Linked DNA regions of Mus musculus: region 2 is linked to region 1. The links are chromatin contacts, called in public HiChIP or PLAC-seq maps. All regions are on one chromosome and are shown on one strand. Each heading gives the region's core, a stretch centred on a gene start, on an enhancer-like site or on the middle of the called end of the contact. The rest is flanking DNA. Distances are from core to core; before and after follow the strand shown.

Region 1 (4,461 bases), core at 695-3,194:
AGGAGTCAAATAGCCCCATACAAGGCAGAATCTGTGTGCAGGATAGGAAAGAGTGCTAAGCTGGTCTGTCCATAAATTCATCAAGTAGACAGGACAAGGACAAAGGTGCTGTTTTAAGAATTCAGCAACATCTTAGAAAAAAATAATTGTGAAGGGCATGGTGGTGCATGCTTTTAATTTCAGCACTCAGGAGGCAGAGGCAAGTAATCTCTATGAATCTGACAATGTATATGTACATTTACACACACACACACTGCAGACTCAGTTTTTCCTTATCTGGAAGCCTCCAGGGGACAAGTTTGGAGGTTTCAGTCCATGACTGGCTGGCTCCATTGCTTTGGGCTTCTGGAACATCTCTTGGCAGGATATGTGGTAGAGAAACCAGCTGTTACTTTTTATGAACTCCACCATCATGTTCATTTTCTATTAAAACACAAGGCATCTATCTCTAAGCGAGTGGAAGTCTCCCTGTACTCTCCACCTCCACCGGCAGCAAGACAGACCTGTCAGTCAGACCTTTTTCCATATACAGGGATAGCCAAAGGCAGACTTGGGGATCTAGCTGTGAAAGACAATAGCCATTCCATTGGCAGACTGGAGAGATGGCTCAGCAGTTCAGAGCACTGATTGTTCTTGCAGATGACCAGAGTTCAGTTTCCAGCCCTACATGGTGGCTCAAAACTGTCTGCTGTGTCTGTTCAGTTCCAGAGGACCTGATGCCTACTTCTGACCTCCATGTCACTGCATACATTTACTATGCAGACATGCATGCAGGCAAACTTAAACTACAGAGCTGTCTGGCAACCCTTAGTTATAGTTGGTAAGTTTCCAACCAGTTTCATAGGTCTGTCTGTCTTTCTTTCTTCCTTTCTTCCTTCCTTTCTTTCTTTCTTTTTCTTTTCTTTTCTTTCTTCCCCCCCTCCCCCAAGACAGGGCTGGCTTCTCTGTGTAGCCCCAGATGTCCTGGCACTCACTCTGTAGATCAGGCTGGCCTCCATCTCGCATAGATCCACATGTCTCCATACTGGGATTACAGGCATGCATCACCATGGCCTGGCTAGGCTTTCAAGTGGGGAACGCTGATCATAAAGCTGGAAATGAAAGCCGTCCGCATTGAAAACAAAAGGTGGGTTCTGTTGAGGGAAGTTCTTACAACCACGGACTGGTGAATAGTATGCTGGAGACTTCCTTCAAACTCTCTGAGGCTCCACACATGGGCTAAATGGGAGTAATGCTGTAGAGGGGAAAGGAGGTGGCACTCAAAGTCACCTAGTTCCTACTGTTGCAAGGCTCAGACTTTGTTACTTCACTGCTTTCAGGGAGAGGGGAAGGGAGGTGACGTACAGCGGCAAAACCTAAAAATGTATTTTATTTTGAAGTTGTGCTTTGGATTTTTCCCAATCCAGCATTGGCTGAGTGAGTCTTAGGTTCGCACAAAGCATCTTCAAGCATACATACAATATTCCAGTTATCAACACCATTTTAAAGAACATACCATTTTACACAAATGTGACATACAAATCAGACGCCACAACACTGCAGTTCCCTGGAAGATCTAAGTTCTCTTCTGAACTGAAGTCCATGCACACCAGCCCTTCCAGTGGTCTGTTCATCCTGGTACTGGAAGGATTTCTCATCTCCTTGGGGATAAATGAGGGTGGCCTGAGGAGGCTGGCAGAGACCAGCATTTCCAGTTTCTAAGCTGCTGGTGGCAAACTCCTCTACTTTCCAAACTGGGATGCTGGTAGCCCCACCCACTTTTCTTCCCCAGAGACTTAAGTCCACACCAGGGAAAGGATCCATGCCACGAGGGGCAGAGCAGGGCTCTTGGAAACATCATGCTGGTTTCAGGCAAGCCTATTTGAGGAAGGCTGGTTGCCTAAGGCCTGGGGTGGCCGGCTCCTTTTGGCTTTTGGTTGTGAAATCACAGTGTGCAACCTCAATTCCAGTTGAAGTGAGCTCTGCTGCGGAGGACTCTCCTCCTTCTGGTTCCTACTCCTTCTAACAGGACCGTCTCACAGGCGTCAGAAGCACCAGAGATAAGGAAGACAGCTAGGCTCCCAGAGCTGGGGTTAGTAGGGAACCACTTGTACACTGTCCAGTTCATTATGCAAATCAGCAGATGGACATCGGACCAAAGGGATGAAAAAACACAAATAATGTACAGGATTAAGAGAGAAGGCAAGAAGGAAAGTACAGGCCCAAAGCATGGTCTTCAAGAACCTTTGCTTTTACCTTCTTAGAGGGTAGTGCCTGGAGAGAGGATGTAGGGCAGGGTGGAAACTCTGCTCACTTAGGTTAGGAGGAATGTAAAAAGGGAAGGGTGGGGCTTCTTAGTCATCAAGGAAACGGATCCTTGGGTCTGGAAGCCCCTATTGGCTCAGGAGCAGTACAAGCCCAGGTCAGTAAAAAGCACAGCAAGGATCAGACATCCAAAGGACCAAGGGGTGCCCCATGCAGTCAGACTCACACCACTCAAGCTCTCTCTGCTCTAGCTCAGGGGGCAGTCTTCCTGGTGCTGCAAGTTACTCTTCTCGTTAGTGACTCCTTCAAGCTCCCCATTCCCTTCACTCAGAGAGAGGCATCCACCACTTTCTACAGATTCAACTGCCAGCTTCACAAGTTGGTCCAAAAGGATCATTTCTAGCCCAAAGCTAAGAACACTCAGAGATTCCAACCCAAATGACAAACCCATCTCTCTTGAACTATAGAAAACAATACAGTTAAAATAAAAGCATAGCATTCAAGCCAGGAAACAGAGAATGAGCCTGAGCGGCAGGGAGCTGTTGAAACACATGATCCCATGGTGTGATTTCCTAGCTCTGGTGCTCCTGGGGAAGCACGATGTAAAAGAGCCAGTGTTTCAAGCACCAGGCTTGTAGGTTGGGAGAGCATCTAACGGTAGAAAAAGGTCAAAGGCAGGACCCAATGTGACACATTCAGTTTTTCCCTTTTTTAAGATTCTGGTTTTGGGAAAACAGTTTTGAGTTGGTGGAGGTCAAAGTTCCCTTAGTCACCCTTGTTTGGATAAACAAAAAACAGTTTCAAGAGGCAGCACTTCTAGAATTTATCGAGGGATTTTCAAGCCCCTGTTCATCCCGAGAGCTTTATAACAAAACTAAGCCAAGAGGTGAACTTGAAATAGTTTTAATCTGGGCCCAATTTTTGGATTAGCAGAGAGCAACTTAATTTTTTTTAATGGAATGGCAAATTTTAAAAGTATCAGATGCCAAAAATAGTGGGAGAAAGAAGGACTCATTTCCTACCCTTTTTAAATCTGCCATAAACACAATAAAACTTTAAGACTTTTTACTCTAAAAGGAGCTAGCTATAGAACTGTCTTATATTGGAAAACATCTTACATGGAAAATGGTGTGTCAGAGACAAAGACAGGAACGGAAGAAAAGTCTCTATGTTCAGAAAAACTTCCAAAGCTCCGAGATAAGACTAGGATGCACTTCTACAGCATGGAGCAGAGCAAATGCAAACAACCGGTGGCTCCCTCACAGCAAGAGGAAGAAGACAGAATCCCACCCGCACGGCAGGTCACAGGACTGTCCCATTCTGCTAAATGTTTATGACAGAGATCTCAAAGGCCAGGTTTCTCTGTTCCAAACAGAACAAAGTTTGTGATGAGAACAGAGACTCCAGGTGGCTTCTGTGTGAACTGCCACCACAACAAAGAGTGGTCTATGACCAGGAGAGGCTAGAAAAACCTGTGTTGTATATGGGTGTGCATGTGCATGCACATACACACAAATATATATATATATATTTATATAAAATGAAAACTGGGCTATATATGATTTTTTAAATCAGTACTGAAAAACAAGATGTCACTGAGAGCTGCAGCCAAACATCTGGTCAAGGTGTCCTCTATGGTCTGAAGGGACAGACGTAGGCTTATGTCCCTATGTCTTGCCTTGGCAGATATCGCAGCAACCCGATCATGGACAACCTGTCACTGGCTAACCTAAGAACAGTATGTACTGGAGCTGGCTGGATTCCAACAACAGAGGGAAGCAAAGAGTGGAGGAAGGACCAGAACGGGGAAAGCAGTAACAAGGGCTTCATTCTCGAGGTCTGGGTAATGGGAAGGCTAATTCCTGTAAGAACAACTTAGAACCTAATTTTCAACTGAGTCCCCAAGCTACTTAAATAGGAAGATTTTAGAAACGGCCAGTCTCCTTGTCTAGAATAATTATGTTATACCCCTTAGACAGTACAAGACTTGTCAGTGGCCTGTGGGGAAGCAGATGAATTGACACCAGGGCTAGTGGCGTTTGTTTTGGGGAAGACAGTTGGCTTGGGCCGTGTGGCTGGTGGTTTGACTGGAGCAGCCATCTTGACAGACTTTACAGGCCGGAAGGCGCAGGCAATGTCCCCAGCAGTACTAGCGCTGCGCTGGAAGGCAGGCTCAGGGTCCTTGAGGAGCTGGGTGTGCAGAGGGCTGGAGGGCTC
Region 2 (4,461 bases), core at 1,134-3,633, 470 kb after region 1:
CCTTCCTTTCTTTCCTTCCTTCCTTCCTTCCTTCCTCTCTCTCTCTTTTTCTCTTTCTTTCTTTTTTTCTTTCTTTCTTTTTCCTTTCTCTCTTTCTTTTATGTGTGGGGAGTCTTAGGAGAAAGCTTACATGTTCATGAGCACACACATGTATATGCACATATATATGCATTCATATACATGTATGTGTGTGCTACCTATGGAGGCCAGAGGATACTATTTAATGTCTTCCTCTATCACTTTCCAACCTTTTCGGGGGAGGGAGCGGACAGAGTCCCTCACTGAACTAGAGCTCACTGACTGGCTACATTGTCTAACCCGTAAGCTCTGGGAATCCTCCTGTCTCAGCCTCCTCAGCACTGGGATCCCATGTTTAACTTTTTCACATAGGAGCTGGAGGTCTGAACCCAGGTCCTCATGTCCATGAGGCATATTTTACCTGCTGAACCATCTCCCCAGCCATGAGGCTAGCCTTTTGAGTGCTTATGGTTGTATGGCATTACTGGCCCTTCCTAACCATAGGCCCCTGGCCCTCCTCACACAGATGACAGGTATCTCCAGCTGCCCCTGGCAGGGCTCAGGGGTACGGGGTAGGTCAGCCCTACTCCCTCCCAACCAACCCTGCTATCTCTCCACAGGAGATGATTGCCCTGGGCTGTAGCAACTTCTTCGGCTCCTTTTTCAAGATCCACGTCATTTGCTGCGCTCTCTCAGTCACACTGGCTGTGGATGGGGCTGGAGGGAAATCCCAGGTAAGCTTTGTCTCAGGGAACTGGGGTAGGAGTGAAAAGAGAGTAACTGTCCCTGAGAAGTTCAGGGGCCATGGGCATGCCAGCCTTACCCAGCTAGCTTCCATTCTACCCAATGATCAGCTGGGAAGCAGCCAAGTCAGCAAGCCCGCTCACCCCAGCTCTTTCCCTGACTAGGTGGCCAGCTTGTGTGTGTCTCTGGTGGTGATGATCACCATGCTGGTCCTGGGATCCTATCTGTACCCTCTCCCCAAGGTAAGAGCCCAACTGAGGGGGAGACTGGGGGAACAGTGACCGCCTGCAGCAAAACAATCCCTATGAGTGGGAGTAGCGCTTGGTTGGCCATCACTGTCACCTTTGGTTTCCGTTATCCTACGAAGTAAATTATGTAAATTTTATTCCTCCATTGTATGGGTGAGGGGGAGACTGAAGCTGACTGTCTGGCTTGTCGGTGAGACGGCTGCTGGGTAGTGTGTTACTGATTCCAACCTCCGGCTTTCTGGGAGTTTTATTCCTAGGCAGGAGAATAGTGGGCAAGGTATCTGGTATTTCAGGGCACCCTCAGAGCCTCTCACAAAGATGTTAAGGTGTGAGCCATCCAAGGATGCAGGGAGAGGAGAAATGTAAAACTGGGCCCAGAACGAAGTGTGTGGCTCCAGAGGCTACACTTGCCAATCCTCAGATTGAGGAGGAATTTGGGGAAAGAATTCTGGAACTTTTGCCTTGTCCTGCCAGACTCCAGGGTCAGGCATGTGTAGGAAGGCCAGGGTGATGGGGATATCTCAAATGACACGTGGCAATGTTCTGCTTCTCCAGGCTGTGCTAGGTGCCCTGATCGCTGTCAATCTCAAGAACTCCCTGAAGCAGCTCACTGACCCCTACTACCTCTGGAGGAAGAGTAAGCTAGACTGTGTAAGTGTGTGTGTGTGTGTGTGTGTGTGTGTGGACTGTGTAAGTGTGTGTGTGTGTGTGTGTGTGTGTGTGTGTGTGTGGACTATGTAAGTGTGTGTGTGTGTGTGTGTGTGTGGACTATGTAAGTGTGTGTGTGTGTGTGTGTGTGTGTGTGTACTGTGTAAGTGTGTGTGTGTACTGTGTAAGTGTGTGTGTGTGTGTGGACTGTGTAAGTGTGTCTGTGTATGTCCTGCCCTCCTGTAACCTGCAGCTCTGGCCTGATGCAAAGCCCTTTTGTCTGCTGTTCCCCAGACCCCAGGGCTTGAGAAGCCAAGCTGTGGAGAGAGGCACTCTTTGTTCAACCACTCCCTGGCTCTGTAGCCAATAGCAAATTCTTTCACTTCCCTGGCCCTCAGCTCCCGCACCTCTGAAGTAGACACGTGCTCTCTCCACTTTGGGATGGCTTATGAAGAAGATGGGTTCATACTCGCAAAACTGCATGTGGTCTGGGTTAACGTGCGTCATCAACAAAACTTAGTATCTATTACTTTTATAATTTACTGTGCCCCCTCCAATTAAAAAAAAGATCATTCTGTGAAGGAAGGAAGAAAAAAAAAAGCTTAGAACATAAAGACTGGGCTCCTGAGCAAGTTTCTAGGCTTCTCTAGGGTTCTACTTCCTCCTCTATTTGTGGGATGAACTTGTGCTCTGCATTATATACTGGCTCTGAGGTTAACTGAATCACAATGGGAAAGCACCATACTACGTAAACATCCTTCGAGTGTGACTTCATACTGCAGCTGTGCCTTCACAGGCAGGACTGATAAAAGCTCCAGCATACTGACAATGCTGTCCTGTTTCTACCTTAGCCCACCCACCATAGCCCAGAGACTTACTAAACCCGATTGAGGATGACAAAAGTCAGGCTCAGAATGGCAGAGGCGGTGGAGGAAGCAAGTGCCAGGGTCTAGCTGGAAACTTCCTGCTGGGCTCCAGACTTCTGGGCTGTCCTGCCTCTAGAAGGCAGAGGCTTGCCTGCACCATGGAGGGAAGGAAGTCTTTAAAGTTAGAAAATGTGTGGTCCCTTTGGGGACTCCCAGTGAGCAGAGGAGACAGGAAGAAACTAGATGCTCTAATTCCCAGCTAATTCCCAAGGATCGGCTTTTACCACCTGGCATCCATCTCCTGGCTTTGGCCGTAGTCCCTGGTAGCCATGTGATGTTGTCATGTGACTTGATCTTCAGTGGGCTTCTACAGAAATTCCCAACAGAGACTGACCCCCTTTAACAGCAAGTCTCAACCTGTGGGTAATGACCCCTGTTGGGAATCCAGCGGTCCTTTCACAGGGGTCACATATTAGATATCCCGTATATCAAATAGTTAATTATGATTATCATCGTGTGTATCATTAATGTATCATCATCATACACTATACATCAGATGATATCAGTAGCAAAATTATAGTTTTAAAGTAGCAACAAAATAATTTTATGGTTGGAGGTCACCATAACATTAAAGGGTTACAGATTCGGAAGGTTGAGAAGCACAGCTTTAGAGCCATTTAGAAGCTCCCTGGGGGCCCTTAAGGGAGAACACACCCGACCAGGAGACCTGCCCCACACTTTCTGTTCAGGAGCTGAGTTCCCATCAAAGCATGGACACCTCACTGTTAGATAGGAAGAGAGCTCACATCCATAACACACTGCAAGTCTAGGACCAGAGACTCTCTGACACCCCGGTCTTCTTGCAGAGTGGACTTCATTTTCCCTTGTGTGGACTAGGAAACCGGCTCTCCCGGCTATACAGTTCAGAACCCAGCTTGGAACCTGGGTGCACCTGACCCGGGGGCACGCTCTTCTTACTCTGCTCATGCGCCCTCTCTGCTCACACTTCTGTATTCTATTAAAATAGAAGGCTAGATTTCTATTTTTAAAACTAGACCAAGGTAGGGGTGAGGTAGGGGTGGAGCTCAATGGTAGGGTACTTGTCTGGTATATGAGGCCCTGTATCCAATCATTGGCTCTGGAGGGGGGAAAAGGTCATGAGCTGCACTTGGTATAAGAGAAGCAGGCAAACAAAGCAAAGCGCCAGTACGTGACTCACTGCAAAAATGAAGCAAGAGCAGAAGAGATCTGAGCTGGGCAGGGTAACCAGGACCTTGACTAATCCTGAGGACTTCCTGAAAGAGGCAGTTTTTCACCCCGGGCTGCCTTTGACATCCTTCTCCTCACAGTGTGTCTGGGTGGTGAGCTTCCTCTCCTCGTTCTTCCTGAGCCTGCCCTACGGTGTCGCAGTGGGTGTAGCCTTCTCCATCCTGGTTGTGATCTTCCAGACCCAGTTGTAAGTGACAACCCCGCCCCTCCCAGGCACAGTATGGGGTTGCTGGACCAGTCTGCAAGGGGACTCCCATGCCAAGACGTAGCATACATAGCACACTGTACATTCTGCCTTCTGGGCCCAGCACAGGGACATGCTACCAGACCTCAGAAGTACAGAGTTCGGCCAAGACAGTGGGCATAGACTAAGCTACCTAATTTCTGTACCCTAAAACCTCAGAGCAAACCAGCATGGTTTCAGAGGACTGGGGATGAGGGGAAGCAGACAGGAAAGAGTGAGTGAAACCCACCATCCCTCTAGAAACACTGAGAACCTCAGCTCAAATGGGACCCTACCCCGGGAACACTAGGTCAGAGGATGGACTCTGTGCTCTTCCTCCAAAAGTAGCCATCAGAGCAGGTGAGGCTGCCACAGAGGAGCTAAGTGGGCAACAATTGCCGCTGAGTGTTGGAGAAACCTTGTCTTCTTGTAAACTCAGAACCAG

What was found. HiChIP or PLAC-seq counts read pairs in DNA pulled down with a chosen protein or histone mark.
Region 2: an HNF4G HiChIP or PLAC-seq map of pancreatic cancer cells shows a contact between it and region 1. The contact joins two enhancer-like sites. A contact is called at or near these places in 13 of 39 promoter capture datasets (the 3T3-L1 cell line, the C10 cell line, the HPC-7 cell line and 8 more), 1 of 15 datasets of contacts at CTCF or cohesin (large pre-B cells), 33 of 484 Hi-C or Micro-C datasets (B cells, the C2C12 cell line, CD4 T cells and 22 more), 5 of 115 datasets of contacts at active chromatin or transcription factors (astrocytes, bone marrow-derived dendritic cells, bone marrow-derived macrophages and 2 more) and 3 of 9 other capture datasets (embryonic stem cells, liver and macrophages).

The regions. Positions count from the first base shown.
Region 1 is chr1:131,285,142-131,289,602 of GRCm38.p6, forward strand. Srgap2 (SLIT-ROBO Rho GTPase activating protein 2) reads right to left here. Exons shown (of 23, transcript NM_001081011.2): 23 at 110-4,461. The coding sequence ends at 4,216. All of the region lies in intron 1 of Gm51644 (a long non-coding RNA gene), which reads left to right. Among named protein-coding and RNA genes, the nearest start is that of Ikbke, 7.8 kb to the left of the region's middle. Within about 2 kb of position 1,945, at least 70 of the 459 cell types and tissues checked have an H3K27ac peak or open chromatin away from gene starts, as enhancers often do. A contact at or near this core is called in the STO cell line, bone marrow-derived dendritic cells, bone marrow-derived macrophages and 4 more, where this site is marked.
Region 2 is chr1:131,757,833-131,762,293 of GRCm38.p6, forward strand. It overlaps Slc26a9 (solute carrier family 26, member 9), which reads left to right. Exons shown (of 21, transcript NM_177243.4): 10 at 639-752; 11 at 927-1,004; 12 at 1,566-1,661; 13 at 3,874-3,980. Among named protein-coding and RNA genes, the nearest start is that of Slc26a9, 16 kb to the left of the region's middle. Within about 2 kb of position 2,384, at least 63 of the 459 cell types and tissues checked have an H3K27ac peak or open chromatin away from gene starts, as enhancers often do. A contact at or near this core is called in the STO cell line, bone marrow-derived dendritic cells, bone marrow-derived macrophages and 4 more, where this site is marked.